Regions from separate parts of the Mus musculus genome. Here region 2 is linked to region 1. A link is a contact called in public Hi-C data. All regions are on one chromosome and are shown on one strand. The core of a region is the stretch at or near the end of the contact, and the rest is flanking DNA. Distances in the headings are between cores, read along the strand shown. Region 1 overlaps Wdr41 (WD repeat domain 41). Region 2 overlaps Pde8b (phosphodiesterase 8B).

Region 1 (3,415 bases), core at 524-3,023:
TCCTTGATCTTCACTTCGCTGAGAGAGACACAGCTGAGAACAACTCCTGGCCAAGGGTCTGCATATTTGGGGAATCTCCACAGTTTCAGGGATTTGACAATCTATCAAATGCACTGGAATTCTAGACTAACTGGTTCTCATAGGAGTAGCTAAGGGAACAAAATCAGTTAATAGCGTGAGGTGCCAAGGAATTTAGCTGGGACTGCTGTGTCTGCAGACATTGAAGCCAGGGAGAGGGGGAGGGGGAGGGGAGGAGGGAGTGGGAGCGGGGGGTCGTCATACATTGAATGACATCATACATGAATGAAAAACATGTGAAAACTATAGAAGGCTTTAAAAATAGCGCCCCCTCCACAAAACTGGGTTGAGCAATAAACTTGAGGCATTTATGCTTTCCCACTTCTGTCCTCTAGACCAGTAGAGGCTGATAGAACACTGTCTTAGAGCTGAAAGAGGCAAGGCAGACTCTGCAAAGTAAAGCTTAAGAACCTATGAACTCTAGAAGGCAGGGAAAATCAAGGTCACCACAAGGACATTGCACATTCATTTCCACTTAGAGAAAAGCCTTCACAAATTCTACCAATTTGTATAATTTAGAATTGTTTTGAAAATTTTAAATATTTGGGGACATTTTCTAGCTATCATTTTGATACTGACTTGTATCAGTTGTGGTGGTTTGAATAGGATTGGCCCCCATAGACTCGTGTGTGTGTGTGTGTGTGTGTGTGTGTGTGCCCATGGGAAGTGGTACTATTAGGTGGTAGGTATGGTCTTGTAAGAGTAGGTGTGGCCTTGTTGGAGGAAGTGTGGGTTATGCTTTGAGGTCAAAGACTCAAAGGTCTGCCCAGTGTGGAACACAGTCTCCTGCTGCTGTTGGATGAAGATAGAGAACGCTCCATGTTTGCCTGGACACTGCAATACTTCCCACCATGACCCTAATGGACTAAACCTCTGACACTGTAAGCCAGCCCAAACTAAATGCATGCCTTTATAGGAATTGCTTTGGTTATGGTGTCTCTTCACAGCAAAGAAACCCTAAGACAATTTGTAACACAGTCTTTCTTGGGGAATATTTCTCAAAAACTTGAGATGACAATATATCTTGCTGTTGCTACATTGTATATTCTATGTGTTCTTCAAGTCCTGTATAAATTAATGAATTTCTGCGTCCTTGATCTATTAAGTAATAATAGAAAGATATAACAAGCACATCTCTAGCGCTACCAGAGATCTGTCAGAGTAGGAAGCATTGTTTGATAAAGATTGATAGATACGGGGCTGGAGAGATAGTCCAGTGGTTAAGAGCACTGGCTTTTCTTCCAGAGGACCTGGGCTCAGTTCTCAGCACCTACATAGTAGTTCACAACTGTCTGTAACTCCAGTTCCAGGGGATCTGATACCTTCACTCAGACATGAATGCAGACAAAACACAATGCACATAAAATAAAATAAGTAAAAGACTATTAAATATAGTACTAGTCTTACTTACATTTTTATTACTGTGCTAAGACACCATGATTAAGTCAATGTATGGGAGAAAGACTTTATTGAGGAATTACAGTTTCAGAGGGTAGAGTTCCTAATCATGGCAGGGAGCATGGCAGCCGGGACGCAGCCATGGAGCTAGAACGTAAGAGCTTACACCTTGATCTGGAGGCTTGAGGCAGAGAGAGCTAAGTGGTGTGGGCTTTTGAAACCTCTAAGCCTGCCAGCAGTGACACACCTCCTCCAACAAGGCCACACCTTTTCAGCGTTCAGAGCTGAGAGGCTGAGTGATCAACAAAGCTAGCAGTTGTCCTCTGAGCAATAAAAACCGACCATGACTTCATGCATTAGTGCTGAGTGTTGTTTAGAATTAACTTTGTTTGCTACTGATTAAATTCCAGTTGGGGGCAAAGTGCTTCTTATCTCATTTCTAAGCTCTCAGCCATTCAGTCATCTCTCGTGGTGAACTCATTTCTCTTTGTGAGATTCAAACGCGATAAAACAATAATGAGAAGTTAAAAATCAAGGTTAGGAAAAAAAAAAGCATTTTAAACCTGCAGGCTTTCTGACCGGGAGAAAAACAATTATAAGGGTTTGGAGAATCAATAGAAATTGATGTTTTATACCAAAGAAAACTTAAGGTTTTGAGTCCCGCCCTCACTGCTCTCTCTGTATAAATACAAAGCAATCAATAGGCCCCAAACCAAGCTGCTAAGGATTCACTTCCAGCAATTACCATTGATACTCAAGGTAGTGGTATTGAGTATTTGGGTTTGGAGAACACGTCATTAAACATAGAAAAATGAAGTTTTGAAAGGTTTTTTTCTTAATTTGTTCTTTGGAAAAATTTGTCCTTTGAAAGTTTTATACATGTATACAGTGTGATTTGATCACACCCAGCCCCTCTACGTTTCCCTCATGACTTGATAGGCTAATTTCTAAACTACTGAGCTCTGTTAGTTCTGCTAGTATATGTGGTGGGCTTGGATGACTGCTTTCCATTACTCACCAGAGTGTGCAAATTGCTCACATTTTGAAATGAACATAAACAGTGTAGATGGTGTTGACATGAACTATTGTGTACTTCTAGCTCGTTAAGTTAGGAGTCTTAGAGTCTGCCTGACTATATTTGATCATGCGGGAGATCTGATGAGGGTTTGACGTGAGAACCGACTGTGGGATTCCCTAAGCCTATGAAGACAGCAGGAGGCTGAAGCTGATTAAACCTGGGTGTTTAATCAGCATGGAGCCTTGAGGAAGGGCTCAGGAGACAGAAGGGAGAATCTGTGTCTCATGTCGGAGAGATCTACTGGAAGAGATCTTCCGATTGGACAGTCATCTCCATCTCAGTCTTAGTCCTTGACTCCTCTCTTAATGATGATCTCTTATGACCCACTGTACTGACTGAATGGAGACTGTAAGGAATCCACTGCTGATCCTGGAGGGAAGTAGCACAGACTGAAAAATGATAGAACTATTAGTGGACATCATTTATTAATGGTTGTTAACTGTGAGCAGAGATGCATAGTTCACAGCTGGCTTTCTTTTTCATCTTATTAAAAAAGCCAGATTCAACTATATGGGAATAGTAGTATAAAGACAACATACATAGATGTAATCCTGGGCCACTAGTGTTCATTATAGAGTGGTGTGCTTCATTATTAACAACAAGTCGACAGCTTACAGCTTGGTTGTTGTACAGCACTGTTGGGTGCTTACAGCTTGGTTCTTGTACAGCACTATTGGTTGCCTGCTTATAAATAGTGCTTGCTTGATTTTGTTATATGATGAAAAATATATATGAAAAAATAATCATTTTCTACTATGATGAAAAATAACTTGAAAATTATTTTCTTGATAGGACTTAGTATAGAATGTTTTACTCTATAATGTAGAACATATTCCTAGATTCAGAGGGATGAGGGTGAGG
Region 2 (3,415 bases), core at 487-2,986, 73 kb after region 1:
CAATTAAACGTAAGTTACAAAAGATCTAGGGAAATGTTTTAAAGTCTCAGTAGATGTTTTAAGGTTGGTAATTACAAATTATGAAAGTTAGAGGATTTAAATGATTGAATATAAAAAACATGGTTTGGATGCAGAACTCTAAACTTACTAGGATAAGAAAGAGAATATAATAATTTCTCCTGCGTTGCCAAATACAAACAGATTGGACTTTTTGAATGTAACTCTTATCTAGTCCTTTTCATTATTTATTTAGACAAAAAGAGGAAATGTTGAGGTCTTGTCTATTGCTATCTATTGTAATGCAAAAATTTGTATCCCAAGGTCTAGTTTAGCATGTTACTCAAGAAGAGTGAATTCTCATGGATACCAGCTTTTGTTGTACAATCCTAGTTCCTTAATTTAAAACTATTGGTTGAGCAGCCCATCCTGTAGCTGGGCATAAGAGAGGTAGGCAAGGCTTCAGCTCCCAGGCTGGGTTTCTGAAATGGAGACTAAGAGGGAGAGAAGGAGGGGAAGGCTCATGCCATGAGGTATGTGGATCATGAGCGCATGGCCATGAGAGCTGGTCTGCTGGAGTAGGAGAGGCCTACATGGAACTTGGCAAGTAATGTCTCAGGATTATTGACAGGGAGGTAGAAAAAACAGCACAGAGGACTGATATCTGCCCAGCTCAGGTGCTTTAAAGCTTATTATAAAATATAAAGGTTTTGTGTCTTTTATTTGGGAACTACATGGTCTAAGGTGGAGAAGAAACTCCAAATAATATTTACTGCAACTTTAATCTGATGGGGGCACCAATCTGATGGAGGTACCAATCTGATGGGGGCACCAATCTGATGGGGGCACCAATCTGATGGATGCAATGTTTCAGTTGAGGTTCTCTCTTCCCAGGTGACCCTAGTTTTTGTCGCATTGATGAAAAATAACCAGTACAGCCATTTAAAAGAATGCTTGCTTTGATGAAGAGACATTTTGATCACCGTTTCAAACACAAATTTACTTGTACTATCAATTTTTTTTCTGTTTCTTCTGCCCCACAAATATTACAAAACACAGGAAATAGATGGTTAGCATGAACAAAGATATTATCTATTTAAATAATCAGGGCAACTCATAGAGCTAACATGCTAAATATTTTTTTTAAATACTCAATATTCTTCATTTACTACAAACTAGAGACTTGCATGGATGTGTCAGAACTCTGATTAGCCAAGCTCGAGTGCTGGGTGCAGAGGTCCAACAGGAACCAGGTCTTGGGTGACCCTCCCTCTTTTGTGTACATGGAACGAAAAGACAGTTGGTGGCATCATGTAGATATCTTTGATCATCTTTCTTCAGTGAAAATACCTTGTGATGGACATTTTCTCAAAAACAAAACAAAAAAAAAAAAAGGCTCTGATGCACAGATCAAAGGTCTTTTTGCAGTCTGCTGGAGTTTCAAAACCCACTTGCAGATTCACTTCTTAAAACCCACTCCAGTGCAGCCTTGGACCTGACACTGAATGAGACACCCAACCAGCATCCAGGAGCCCAGCTCCTGTGGCCACAGCTCATTCACTTTCATGTATTCTGAGCTGCGTCTGAGCAATTGACAACACCAGGGCAGAGTGCTTCGAATACACTGATGAAGATCCTGGGGGTGGGGGTGGGGTGAGGGTGGGGGTGAGGGTAGGCAGGGGTGGGAGGGCAGGCCTCCTCCCTGCAGTATCAACTATGAACCTAACAGGAAGTATGACGGCATCTCTTCATTTTTATCTGAACAACACTTCAAATGTTACTCATGTCAGAGTGGTGTGCAGTGGTCTGATATGGATGAACAGATATGTGAATATTTAAGTTGATACAAGATTCAAAAGACAAATCCCAAGCTGTCTTCCCAGGTAAATGCCAGCCCAGTACAGGGTTACTCTCCCCTGCTGTCCAGTATTTTCTTGCGAAAATTGAAGTGTAACTTCCTTTGCAATGTCAAGCTACATATCCAGATACTGTAAATGTCCTTCTGTCAAATGTCCCTGACCTGCCAGACTAGTGGCCAATGGCTCTATAGTCTGCAGCCATTTGGAAGAGTCTTTACAGAGGTATGTTTTCATGGTTTGTCTCAGTGACATCATTTTTTAAAAAAATATTTACTTTAGGAGCTTGAATGATGGCTCAATGGTTAAGAGCACTGACTGTTCTTCCAGAGGTCCCGAGTTCAATTCCCAGCAACCACATGATGGCTCTGTCCCCCAAACTGCAAACACAAACACCCAAAACCTATTATTTTTCTACTTTACCAGTGTATCTCAAGTGCTAATGTGGAATGAACCACCTGGAGATAATTCAGTCTGAGTCTGTAAGGCTGGAGAGAGGCTGTTTGCAATCGGATCTGATGCCCTCTTCTGGTGTGTCTGAAGATGACAGTTGTACTCACACATATAAAATAAATAAATCTTTAAAACCTTTTTATTTTAAATGTATGTATGCAGATGGCTTGCTTATGCAAGTGCAGGTGTGCTGGGCACCCAAAAGAGTGTGTAGCCTCTTAGCACTGGCATTACATGAGTCAGCCACCTGATGTGGGCACTAGGGACTGAACTCAGCCTTCTGGAAGAGCAGTAAGCAGTTGTAACAGCTCAGCCATTTCTCCAGTCCCAATTATATATATATATATACTTTGCTCATTCAAAATGTGTACTACACTGTCCCTACCCAAGAGTCCCTAAGTCAAATTTACTAGCTTAGGGGGGCCCAAAGTGTTCAAGGCTTTATGAGCCTCATGTGAGGTAGAGCTACAGGCCTGGCTATCCTGTGTAACAGGGGACACAATGATTGTTCAGAGTGTGGTCAGCATACCAGCAGCGTTGTCATCTACCAACAGCCTCTCTCCAGCCTTACAGACTCAGACTGACTTATCTCCAGGTGGTTCATTCCACATTAGCACTTGAGATACACTGGTAAAGTAGAAAAATAATAGGTTTTGGGTGTTTGTGTTTGCAGTTTGGGGGACAGAGCCCAGGAACTTAAATATATTAGGCAAGAGTTCTCCCCCTGAACTGTCCCCTCAGCTGGAACCTCACTTTGTTTTGATCTCTCTCTTTGTAGCTGTTCAACTGAGGGGCCAAGGAACTTCATGCCGCCTCTGCCTCTGCTTGCCCATGGTGTAAGCAACAGCTCTTACCCTATCAGTCAGTTATTCAGGGGACAAGGGCAGCAGGATACATTGAGAGACACAGGGCTTTGTTATGCTAATTGTCACATAAAATGCTGGAGGAGGCAGTGTGGAGAAATCCTGCTAATTAAGGTACCAGTCTATCATGACCAGATAGCTCCTCTGAGCTTAGAGCAAAGTGGAGGACTCCCTTTACCAGCAGGGCTTCCCCTTCTCTGATCTTGCTGAGGATTCCCACTCCCCAAACCCTCTGCCTGGGGAAGG

What was found. Hi-C and Micro-C count contacts between places; a contact is called where the count stands out from the background.
Region 2: a contact with region 1 is called in a Hi-C map of the G1E-ER4 cell line, with 1.8 times the contacts expected there. The contact joins two enhancer-like sites. A contact is called at or near these places in 6 of 39 promoter capture datasets (the 3T3-L1 cell line, the C10 cell line, embryonic stem cells and 2 more), 6 of 484 Hi-C or Micro-C datasets (the BV-2 cell line, the G1E-ER4 cell line and myeloid progenitors) and 3 of 9 other capture datasets (adipose tissue, liver and pancreatic islet).

The regions. Positions count from the first base shown.
Region 1 is chr13:94,988,993-94,992,407 of GRCm38.p6, forward strand. The region is part of intron 2 of Wdr41 (WD repeat domain 41); the gene reads left to right. Among named protein-coding and RNA genes, the nearest start is that of Gm41024, 12 kb to the left of the region's middle. Within about 2 kb of position 1,774, at least 23 of the 459 cell types and tissues checked have an H3K27ac peak or open chromatin away from gene starts, as enhancers often do. A contact at or near this core is called in the G1E-ER4 cell line, where this site is marked.
Region 2 is chr13:95,062,070-95,065,484 of GRCm38.p6, forward strand. All of the region lies in intron 10 of Pde8b (phosphodiesterase 8B), which reads right to left. All of the region lies in intron 1 of Gm41025 (a long non-coding RNA gene), which reads left to right. Among named protein-coding and RNA genes, the nearest start is that of Gm41025, 13 kb to the left of the region's middle. Within about 2 kb of position 1,737, at least 9 of the 459 cell types and tissues checked have an H3K27ac peak or open chromatin away from gene starts, as enhancers often do. A contact at or near this core is called in the G1E-ER4 cell line, where this site is marked.